Linked DNA regions of Callithrix jacchus: region 2 is linked to region 1. A link is a contact called in public Hi-C data. All regions are on one chromosome and are shown on one strand. The core of a region is the stretch at or near the end of the contact, and the rest is flanking DNA. Distances in the headings are between cores, read along the strand shown.

Region 1 (5,240 bases), core at 1,327-3,826:
CGCCCAGCTAATTTTTGTATTTTTAGTAGAGATGGGGTTTCACCATGTTGGCCAGGCTGGTCTCGAACTCCTGACCTCAAGTGATCTGCCCACTTTGGCCTCCCAAAGTGCTGGGATTACAGGCATAAGCCACCACGTCTGGCCAAAAATTTTTAATTGCAGTAAATAATGAGACATGACAAGTTCTATGGTAACCATGAATAAATACATGTAGTAAGGAAAATGAGGTTACATAATATATACATTATTATACCTTGATTATCTTTGTGTACATTGTTATTCATAGTACACAGATGTGACATGAGGCTTAATTAGTATTTATAATGTATTTAAGAATACCCAACTAAATCATATGGCAGGTAGACACAGTATTATTATTATTATTATTTTATTGATACAGAGTCTCGCTCTTTTGCCACGCTGGAGTGCAGTGGCACAATCTTGTCTCGCTGCAACCTCCACTTCCTGGGTTCACGCGATTTCCCTGCCTCAGCCTCCCAAGTAAGTGGAACTACAAGCATTTGCCACCATGCCCAGCTAATTTTGTTTTCTGTATTTTAGCAGGGATGGATTTTCACCATCTTGGCCAGGATGGTCTTGATCTCCTGACATCATGATCTGCCCACCACAGCCTCCCAAAGTGCTGAGATTACAGGCGTGAGCCACCACGCCCAGCCAACACAATATTATTAAACATAATTTTTACATTTATATGTAACTTTTCATTTGAGGCTTTCAATTTAATAATTAATTGTTTCCTTAATATGTGATTTACACTTCATTTCAGGGGAAATTGGGGAAATTGAGGAACAGGCAAACTTTCACATGACAGAATATAATAAAGTTCCCCTTTACAATACCCCAATCATTTTGCAACATTTTTTAATGAAAAATTTTAAACATACAGAAAAGTTTAAATAATAATTGTATATGTACTCTTTCATTATGGGTAACATATTTAATTATACTATGTTCAGGGCTAGAGCACTGGAGGTTATGGTTATTAAATCAGTCCGACTGGCTGGATGCAGTGGCTCATGCCTATAATCCCAACACTTTGGGAGACTGAGGTGGGTAGATCTCTTGAGCCCAGGAGCTCATGACTATCCTGGGCAACATGGCAAAACTGTCTCTACAAAAAATACAAAAGTTAGCCAGGTGTAGTGGCACAGGCCTATAGTCTCAGCCAGCTACTTGGGGGCTGAGGTGGGAGGATGGCTTGAGCCTGTGAAGTTGAGGCTGCAGTGATCCATGAGCATGCCACTGCCCGCCACCCTGGGTGACAGAGTAAGACCCTGTCTTAAACAAAATAACCAGACAGATATATGTTTTATAACCCAGTCTTGGTGAATATAAAAATGTCCTATTTGCTACCTTAGGAATTTAGTATGTTTGATAGTATCTTTCTCTAGCTTTGAAAAAAATATCATGGGCCAGGTACAGTGGCTTAGGGCTGTAATCCCACCACTTTGAGAGGTTGAGGCAGGAGGATTGCTTGTGTCCAGGAGTTCCAGACCAGCCTGGGCAACATGGTGAGACCCTAACTCTACAAAAAAATTAAAAAATAATGGGTGTGGGGGTGGGCGCCTGTAGTCCTAGCTACTCAGAAGGCTGAGGTGGGAGGATCGATTGAGCTCAGGAGGTTGAGTCTGCAGTGAGCCATGATGTGCCATTGCACTCAGCCTGAGTGAGACTGAGACTATCTCAAAAGAAAATAAATTTAATAAAAATCATGGAAGACAAGACATCTGTCTTGTAGGAATTTAAGATATATGAAAAGATTAGAAGAGGTGGAGGGAGAGATAAGAGAAATTATTTATTGGGATCCAATATGTGCCAAAGATAGTACTAGGCATCCTTGCATGTTTTATTTCATTTGATCCACACGACTACCCTGTGAGATATTATTCTCATTTACACATAAGAAAACTGGCTCAGAGAAGTCAAGTAATTTGTCTACGGCTGTGAATTCAATTTAAATTCAAAGCTTAAGCTCTTTTCACTACTTCTGAATGCATCGTTTTCAAGATCTTTTCTGGGCCTAAAATAAGTGTCCATGCTGACAGTATTTATGGAAAACATGTAATACTGTGTACGTATGCTCCTCCTCCCCACACACATTCACATTTACTGTGATTAATGTTAACAAAACTCTAGAATTAGAACTAGGACATAGATTCCAGTCATTTAGGAACTTAATGTTTAGTTCTCCCCTTCAGGAAATAGGCATAATTACCGCCCCTTTTCCACTCCAAAGGATTGATGAGAAAATTAGGGAGCTAAGATTAGTTACTAGTCGTAACAAGAAAAACTACAACTCCCAAAATGCCCAAAGGAAGAGGCAGATGCCAATCCAGGAGACAGTTCCAGCTTTAGGGCAAAGGTGACCCCGCTGGGTCCGGTGGCTAAAGAGAGAGCCGCCGGTCCTCGCCTCTTTTCTGATGCATCCAGGGATTTGTAGTTCCCTTACCGCCATCAAGTGCCCTTAGGGCAGGCCTCTTTACTACAAGTCCCGTGATGACCCGAGCCCGGGCAGGGCCTGCGTATTGAAGCCTAGGGAGCGTGCGGGCGGTGCTAGTGGCGGGAGGAGTAAAGATGGCGGCGCGTGGGTCTCCGCCCTCTGCTCCCGGCTGAAGCGCTCTGAGGGAGGTGGCAGCGGCAACCCAAGCCTCAGCAGTAATTTAGTGTTGGTAGTTTTGGCAGCAGCTGCCGAAGCCTCAGCAATGGCGGAGCTGGAGCATATAGGAGGGAAACGGGCAGAGTCGGCGCGAATGCGGCGGGCAGAGCAGCTTCGGCGCTGGCGGGGCTCACTGACAGAGCAGGAGCCTGCGGAGCGAAGAGGCACGGGGCGGCAGCCGCTGACCAGGCGCGGGAGCCCCAGGGTCCGCTTCGAAGACGGTGCTGTCTTCCTGGCCGCCTGTTCTAGCGGGGACACCGACGAGGTGAAAAAGCTTCTGGCAAGAGGTGCCGATATCAACACTGTCAACGTGGACGGCTTGACAGCCCTGCACCAGGTAACTCCTTTCTCGGTCTTAGAGGCGTCCAGTCTCCTACGGATGAGCCTTTGACTCTGCGAGCTGTCTCTTGGGGAGTATCAGTGTTGCCGCCGAGTCTTCCTGCACGGACACTACCCTTTTGGGCTAGTCGGTTTCATCTTGGCCAGCTTCCTCCACTAATCAAGTCTTTTTCCGACACCAGGTTCTCTACCTTTAGGAATAGTGTCACCCCGCTGCCTGGTCAGTGTTTGTATTTCCCTCCACCTACTTGTGTTGTCATGGTTACCGATGATCTTGTCCCTGCTTCTATCCCTATAGATTAGTTATCTTCACTTATGTCTGGTTGGCGTGCTTGCACACCGTGTCATTCATAGGCACAGTGTCATCGGTCTGATGCCCTTTCAGAAAATTCTGTTTTGTTGTGTGTCCCCATTATAGAATATCTTAGATCACTTAGAGTAAAGCCTTATACTGGGTAAAGACAATCAGATCTCAAACTACTCTTTGTTTTGTTGATTTGTAGTACTTCAAAACAGTTTGTGTCGCCTCTAAGCTATAGCTCCTAGAACACCCGACCTCGTTGTTACAGGTATCTTAACTTTCTTCTCAGCAGTGCTACCTCCCTGAGAGCGTCCTGTGGAGAACTAAGTTATTGAATTACTTCTGTTTGATACTTATGGAATAGCCTTTCTATTCATTTTTTTCTAAAGTGCTCTATAGAAATCCCATGCCCTATACATAGCTTTACTGTATAGATTGTGGATGATCTGTGTTTGGTAACACCTTTACTTCTATCACCTAATGCAACAGTATTCTCTATCTACTGACTGTCATGACTAAGGACACCCTTTCTCCTCGAATGGAAGTTCATCAGTTATTTTGGTGAGCTGAGAGCCAGACACCCACTCTTAATCTTTCTTATTTTTCTTCTTCTGCCGTCTGTGCAAAGTGGATGTTGGCATGAGAATCCCCTTTTAAATAATAACTTTATCTCAGACCTCTTTCCTAAATATATTTAGTCAGTAGCTTAAAGTTACTTCTCACTGTGTGTGTACATATATATATATGTACATATATATATACATATATATGTACACACACACACACACTTCTGTCTCAGGTAGAAGAAACTTTTTCACCCTATTTTGTATTCATCTTTTTTTCTGCTCAGAATATTTCACCACCTAAGGTAGCAACCAATATTTGTAGAGTGCTTTGCTGTTTGAATTCACATGTTCTTACGAATCTCAGCAGTGATCCTTTGAAGTAGGTGTGGCAGGTAGTGTTGTTATTCTCATTTTACAGATGCGGAAACTGAAGCTCAGGAAAATTATTTGTGCAAAGTTAGAAAGTAAAGAAGTGGTCCACAAGCATGGATTTTTCAGATCTAAATCACCAGAGCTTTATGTCCCACTTAATAAAGAGCTGAATGTAAAATAAGATAAAATCTAAGAGAACCACGTTAAATTTTAAACCTTAAATTTCTGAACTCTTTGGGAAGGTGAATTATTTTCTTTTTATTTTTTGGGATGGAGTCTCACTCTATTTCCCAGGCTGGAGTACAATGGCGCGATCTTGGCTCGCTGCAACCTCTGACTTCCTGGTTCAAGCGATTCTCCTGCCTCAGCTTCCCGAGTAGCTGGGATTACAGGCACCTGCCACCACTCCCGGCTAATTTTTGTTATTTTATTAGAAAGAGGGTTTTACCATGTTAGCTAGGCTGGTCTTGAACTCTTGACCCCAGGCGATCCGCCCACCTTGGCCTCCCAAAGTGCTGAGATTACAGGCGTGAGCCACTGCACCAGCTGAATTCTTATTTTTCAGATGTATTTGGAATATAAAGGCGATCGAGATCTGGATTCCGGAAGAAATCATTTCATGGGTTTATAGAGGATAAAGAAATACAATCCAGCTTTCTAGTCCATGTGTTCCTTTTTTGAATCACTCTTCTATCAAAGCATGGTTTTCTTAGTGTAACTCTCTAGCCTTGTTTCTTTTAAGGTAACGCTGCTAGTTGGTTGAGTTTGGTTCTTACCATGCACATTTTAACATCACTGTGAGAAAAGCACCTTCTTTGAGAGCACTCATGGTAGATCTCCCTTCCATACCAGGTAACCATTTTTCTGAGACCTTCTTTCAAGACTAACCTCCTTGGTTCCTTTCTTTCTCTCTTACTATCACCCCAGGTCATGAAGCGCAACATCTCTCAATTATATACTCTTCACATTCAGTAATATTTTAATT
Region 2 (5,302 bases), core at 2,036-4,535, 100 kb after region 1:
ATGTTAATTAGTATCACCATAGATGAAGAAACACAGAGAGATTATTGTTACTATATTATATTACTATTATATTTGACATATATATATTATTATATATGTAATTATATATGTAATTATATATATTACAAGTCTCATAATTATATATATTATAACAAGTCTCATAATTATATATATATATATATTACTATAACTATTAAGAGCTGCAACTGGGCTGGACACGGTGGCTCATGCCTGTAATCCCAGCACTTTGGGAGGCCAAGGTGGGTGGATCACAAGGTCAGGAGTTCAAGACCAGTCTGGCTAATATGGTGAAACCCTGCCTCTATTAAAAATACAAAAAAATTGGCCGGGCACAATGGCAGGTGCCTGTAATCCCAGCTACTCAGGAGGCTGAGGCAGGAGAATCGCTTGAACCCGGGAGGCAGAGGTTGCAGTGAGCCGAGATTGCGTCACTGCACTCCAGCCTGGAAGACAGAGTGAAACTCTGGGGGAAAAAAGATGCAACTGAGAGAAAACAATTCCAGCTGCCATTTGTTGGACCCTATTATGTGACAGGCATTTGGTTAGGTATTATATAAAAATTATATTGGGGTTTAGTTTGCTCACATGTAATGATAAATCTAAATAGTAGTGGCTTAAATAAGTTAAAGGGTTTTTTTTTTTTTTTTGCACTTAAGAAAATCCAGAAATATGCAGAGCTGGCTCAGTAGCTCCACAGTCATTAAAGGATCCAGGTTCCTTCTGCTCCACAGGTCTTGCATCATGGCTGTCATTTCCATGGGTTGCCCCATGGTCCGGAATAACTCCTGGAGCTCTAGCCATCATGGCTTTACTCTAAGGAAGAAGAAGGAAAGGGGGAAGCAGATAAAAGAATGCTGCTGAACTGAGAAATTTCCCAGTAGTAGTAGTTGCCTGCATATGTCTCATTGGATACCTCTAGTGGCCAGGAGACTGAGAAGTATGGGTTTTATTTGTTTTTGTGTTTTGTGTTTTTTTTTACTTTTAAGACAGAGTTTCACTCTTGTTGCCCAAGCTGGAGTGTAGTGGCGGATCTTGGCTCAGTGCAGCCTCTGCCTCTCAGGTTCAAGTGATTCTTCTGCCTCAGCCACCTGAGTACCTGGGATTACAGGCCCGTGCCACCATCCCAGCTACTTTTTGTATTTTTAGTAGAGACAGGGTTTCTCCATGTCGGTTAGGCTGGTCTCGAACTCCCAACCTCAGGTGACCCGCCCACCTCGGCCTCCCAGAGTGCTGGGATTATAGGTGTGAGCCACCACACCCAGCCAAGAAGTGTGGATTTTTAACTGGGTATATTGCTGCCCTCAATAATATAGGCATTCAGTTCATAAAGAAGATGGACAATGGATATGGGTTAGACAACTAGTTGTCTCACTCATACATATATCATTTATTGTCTTATAATAAGCCCCCTATTATATGAAATATTATTTTATAGATGAGGAAACTCAGACCAAAAGGTTAATCATTTGCCAAAGGTCACACAGCTAAGTGAGGAACTGAGGTAGGATTTGAACCTAGATTTGTCCATTTCAAAACTCTTACCTATTTTGTCACTGTTTGTTTCTGCTGAGTTTATCTTTTATTCCAGGCATTATTTCAGGTGTTCTACAGACATTCTTTAATCATTACAAGAACCCTGTATTTTAAGGTGCCATTATCTCTACTTTATCAATGAAGAAGAGATCAGAGAAGGTACATGAGCTTACATGTAGCCCCAAGTATTTCCCAAGCCCATATTTATTCTACTCCATTGTATATCCTCTAATCTCTGCTCTAGGACTGTTCTTATTCTAACAATCTACTTATAAAATTACACAGCATATTAAAGTAATAGTAAAAGTCTTACTATGTAATTTAATAAAATTAAATCCTGGGCATTTCAACAGCATAAGAAATTACAGTGAGACCAAATATGTTATTAACCTAAAAAGAACTTCAGGTAAGGTTGGGTCAAGTGTAATTTTTTATAGCTGTGTGTCTAGCTAACTTATCAGTACTTCCTATAGACTCATATCTGGTAAGTCTGAGGAATTTTTTGCCTTCACTTTTTTTATTTAAAAAATGACTAAAAAAATAAAATGACTATAAAATTTCACCTTTTTTCTTAGTTATTAATTGCTTCTGTAGAAGTAGCTTGTGTTTTTTAGATTCTACCTCTATCTTTTAAAATATTCTGTTTTTATATTTGTATCTAGGTACCATATTTAGGTTTTTATATTTTGATTATTTTTTTTCAAGCTTGTAATGTGATTATTTGGAAGTAAGCTTAGAGCTACCTATGAACATTTCACAGGTAATAATTGTGAGTAGGTGAAAAAAATAGATTTTTAATATTTGTGCTTTTCATTGCTTTCTCCATCTCTATATCAATTTTGGATCTCTGTTACCCCAGCAACAGCTGTGACATCACAAATGATAGCTTTTTGGGTGGAGAGCCAATGGTTGCTCCCAACTCTTTGTTAAGAAATAAAGATCTTGTTTTCATGTAAATGAGTTTAATTATACAGCTTGCTGTTGAAAAGTCTGTAGTTAAGGTTACTTACAGAATCCGATTTGGTTTTTGTTTCAATTTCTCACTTTTGCAATTATGAATTTAGACAATTAGGCATTTGGTTAAATGGAAAGAAAGAACAGTTGCTAAACTAGGTGAGGGAGAACTAAGCATACCCAGGTTTTAGAGTATCAGTTGTCTCTGGATAATTCAAGAAGATGGTCATCAAATCTAGGCTGAGGACTACCACAAAGGCTCCCACTGCCAAGAATTAAGGAACAGGTGGAGACTAATATCGTAAGTGACTTCAGTGTCTTTTTCTTGTGTAGAGAGGCCCTGTCTTCGTGTGCATGTGTGGAGACCAGACGCTACTGGGGAGTCATTTAAAGCACTCTTGCATATGTCACTATCTCGCCTTGTGTCATAGCTAATGATTTTTGTTAAAATAAAATCTCAGGCACACACGTACACATACAAGTCTCATAAAATGTAACTCCTCAGGCAAAGGATGTCAGACTAAATGTGTAATTATGCTATTCCAAGCTGTAAGAGCTCAAAATTTAAAAACCAAAAAACAAAATCAGAGCAAGATTTCCTATCCGAACCTCTCTTTAATCCTGTCTCTGTGCCAGTGCTTTGTTGTATAGCATGACTTACCATTTCCTTTCTGCTTGTATCTTTTTTGATTTCAGGATTCCTCACAAATCCCAGGCTGACTCCACAGCAGAGAAAACAGCAGACAATGTCTCTTCTAGCACCCCGCTTTGTGTGATCACCAATCACCCTCTACCAAGCACTGCCAATGGGGTTACAACTACTCCTGTGCTCTCCATTACTGGAACAGACTCCTCTGTGGAAGCCAGGGAGAAGAGGAGGTATGTTGGGTTACTGATTTCATTTGTGGGGCTCTGCTTTGAGGTAGAAGATAAAGGAATGGGCATAAAGTGTTTTTCCCAATTTCAAATACATTTATGAAAATATATATTTATATTATGTTCTGTCTTTTGCCTCTGAGCAATTGGTTTTTGGTGGAGACCTCAATTGTTTCTGATTATTTACATAGACACTTATGCCGCTATGGATTTAGGCATATCTTTTTTTGTTTGTCTTGTGATAGAAACAGTTGTTAGGCATTATTTCTCCATTTTGTAATGGAGAACCTGTGAAGCACAGAGAAGGGTCTTTTGTTTTGTTATGGATAGTCTATGTTGATTTCTCTGGCAGCAAAGAAAGGTAACAGTATGACACAAGGCTCAAGGAAATAGAAGGATATAAAGTTTTGATTAATTTGAGTGGAATACCAGAAAAGGAAATGAATAGTATGTGATGATATGGTAAAAGAATAGTGACTAGTTATTCTGTAATTTCTTTAGAGAGGAGGTATGAGAGAACATTGTGAATTGACATAAAAGAGATGTAAGGTGGAAGCTATGAAAAACTTTTTGATTGTCAGGGTTAAGAGAAACCTTGGAAAATGTGACCAAGCAACAATGGGCTCTTTTCTCCTACTTGAGGAAGTATTAAAAAATAGAATGTACTCCATTTGGAAGTGTCAAATGTACTTAAAAACTAAGGCTATAGTTATCCCTTGTTAAGATTAGACTAGGTGAGGCCGGGCGCAGTGGCTCAAGCCTGTAATCCCAGCACTTTGGGAGGCCGAGGCAGGTGGATCATGAGGTCAAGAGATCAAGACCATCCTGGTCAACATGGTGAAACCCCATCTCTACTAAAAATATAAAAAATTAGCTGGGCATGGTGGCGTGTGCCTGTAGTCCCAGCTACTCAGGAAGCTGAGGCAGGAGAATTTCCCGAACCCAGGAGGCGGAGGTTGCAGTGAGCCGGGATTACACCATTGCACTCCGGCCTGGGTAAGCGAAACTCCATCTCAAAAAAAAAAAAAAAAAAAAAGATTAGACCAGGTGAAATCTTACCAAAATTTAGATTTCAGTTTGACTTCATATTATTTTGAATATCCAAAGGAAGGCACTTTAATATTTTGTGTGTATTAAGAGATTGTCTTTTTTCCAATGTATGTTCTTGGCACCTTTGTCAAAAATGAATTCACTGTAGATGTATGGATTTATTTCTGATTTCTTTACTCTGTTCCATTGGTCTATGTGTCTGTTTTTATGTCAGTACTATGTTGCTTTGGTTATAATAGCTTTGTAGTATAATTTGAAGTCAGGTAATGTTATTCTTTTGTTCTTTTTGCTTAGGGCGGCTTCACTATTCTGAGTCTTCTGTGGTTCCATATGAATTTTAGGATTATTTTCTCTATTTCTGTGAAGAATATTGTTGGTATTTTGATAGGGATTGCATTTAATCTGTAGATTGCTTTGGGTAGTATGGACATTTTAACAATATTGATTCTTCCAGTCCATGAACATGGAATGTCCTTTTTTTGTGTGCTGTTTAGTTTCTTATGTCAGTGTTTTGTAGTTTTTATTGTAAAGATCTTTTAGTTCTTTGATTAATTCCTAGGTATTTTGTTTTATTTGTAACTATTGTAAATGGGTTTACTTTCTTGATTTCTTTTTCAGGTTGTTCACTGTTGGCAGATAAAAATGCTACTGACTTTTGTGTGTTGATTTTGAATTTTGCAACTTTACTGAATTTTTCAGTTCTAATCGTTTTTTGGTCAAGTCTTTAGGTTTTTCCAAATGTAACATGATATCATCTGCAAACAAGGGTAATTTGACTTCTTCCTTTCCAATTTGGGTGTCACTTATTATTTTCTCTCTCTCTCTTTTTTTTTTTTAGATAGAGATGGGATTTCACTGTGTTGCCCAA

Evidence for each region. A called contact is a pair of places that touch in the nucleus more often than the background predicts.
Region 2: a Hi-C map of skeletal muscle shows a contact between it and region 1, with 3 times the contacts expected there. The contact joins the enhancer-like site here to the promoter of PPP1R12B in region 1. A contact is called at or near these places in 2 of 3 Hi-C or Micro-C datasets (induced pluripotent stem cells and skeletal muscle).

The regions. Positions count from the first base shown.
Region 1 is chr19:29,375,300-29,380,539 of calJac240_pri, forward strand. It overlaps PPP1R12B (protein phosphatase 1 regulatory subunit 12B), which reads left to right and starts at 2,577. Exons shown (of 23, transcript XR_013529815.1): 1 at 2,577-3,014.
Region 2 is chr19:29,474,211-29,479,512 of calJac240_pri, forward strand. PPP1R12B (protein phosphatase 1 regulatory subunit 12B) reads left to right here. Exons shown (of 23, transcript XR_013529815.1): 13 at 3,205-3,387. Among named protein-coding and RNA genes, the nearest start is that of PPP1R12B, 99 kb to the left of the region's middle. Within about 2 kb of position 3,286, at least 1 of the 16 cell types and tissues checked has an H3K27ac peak or open chromatin away from gene starts, as enhancers often do. A contact at or near this core is called in skeletal muscle, where this site is marked.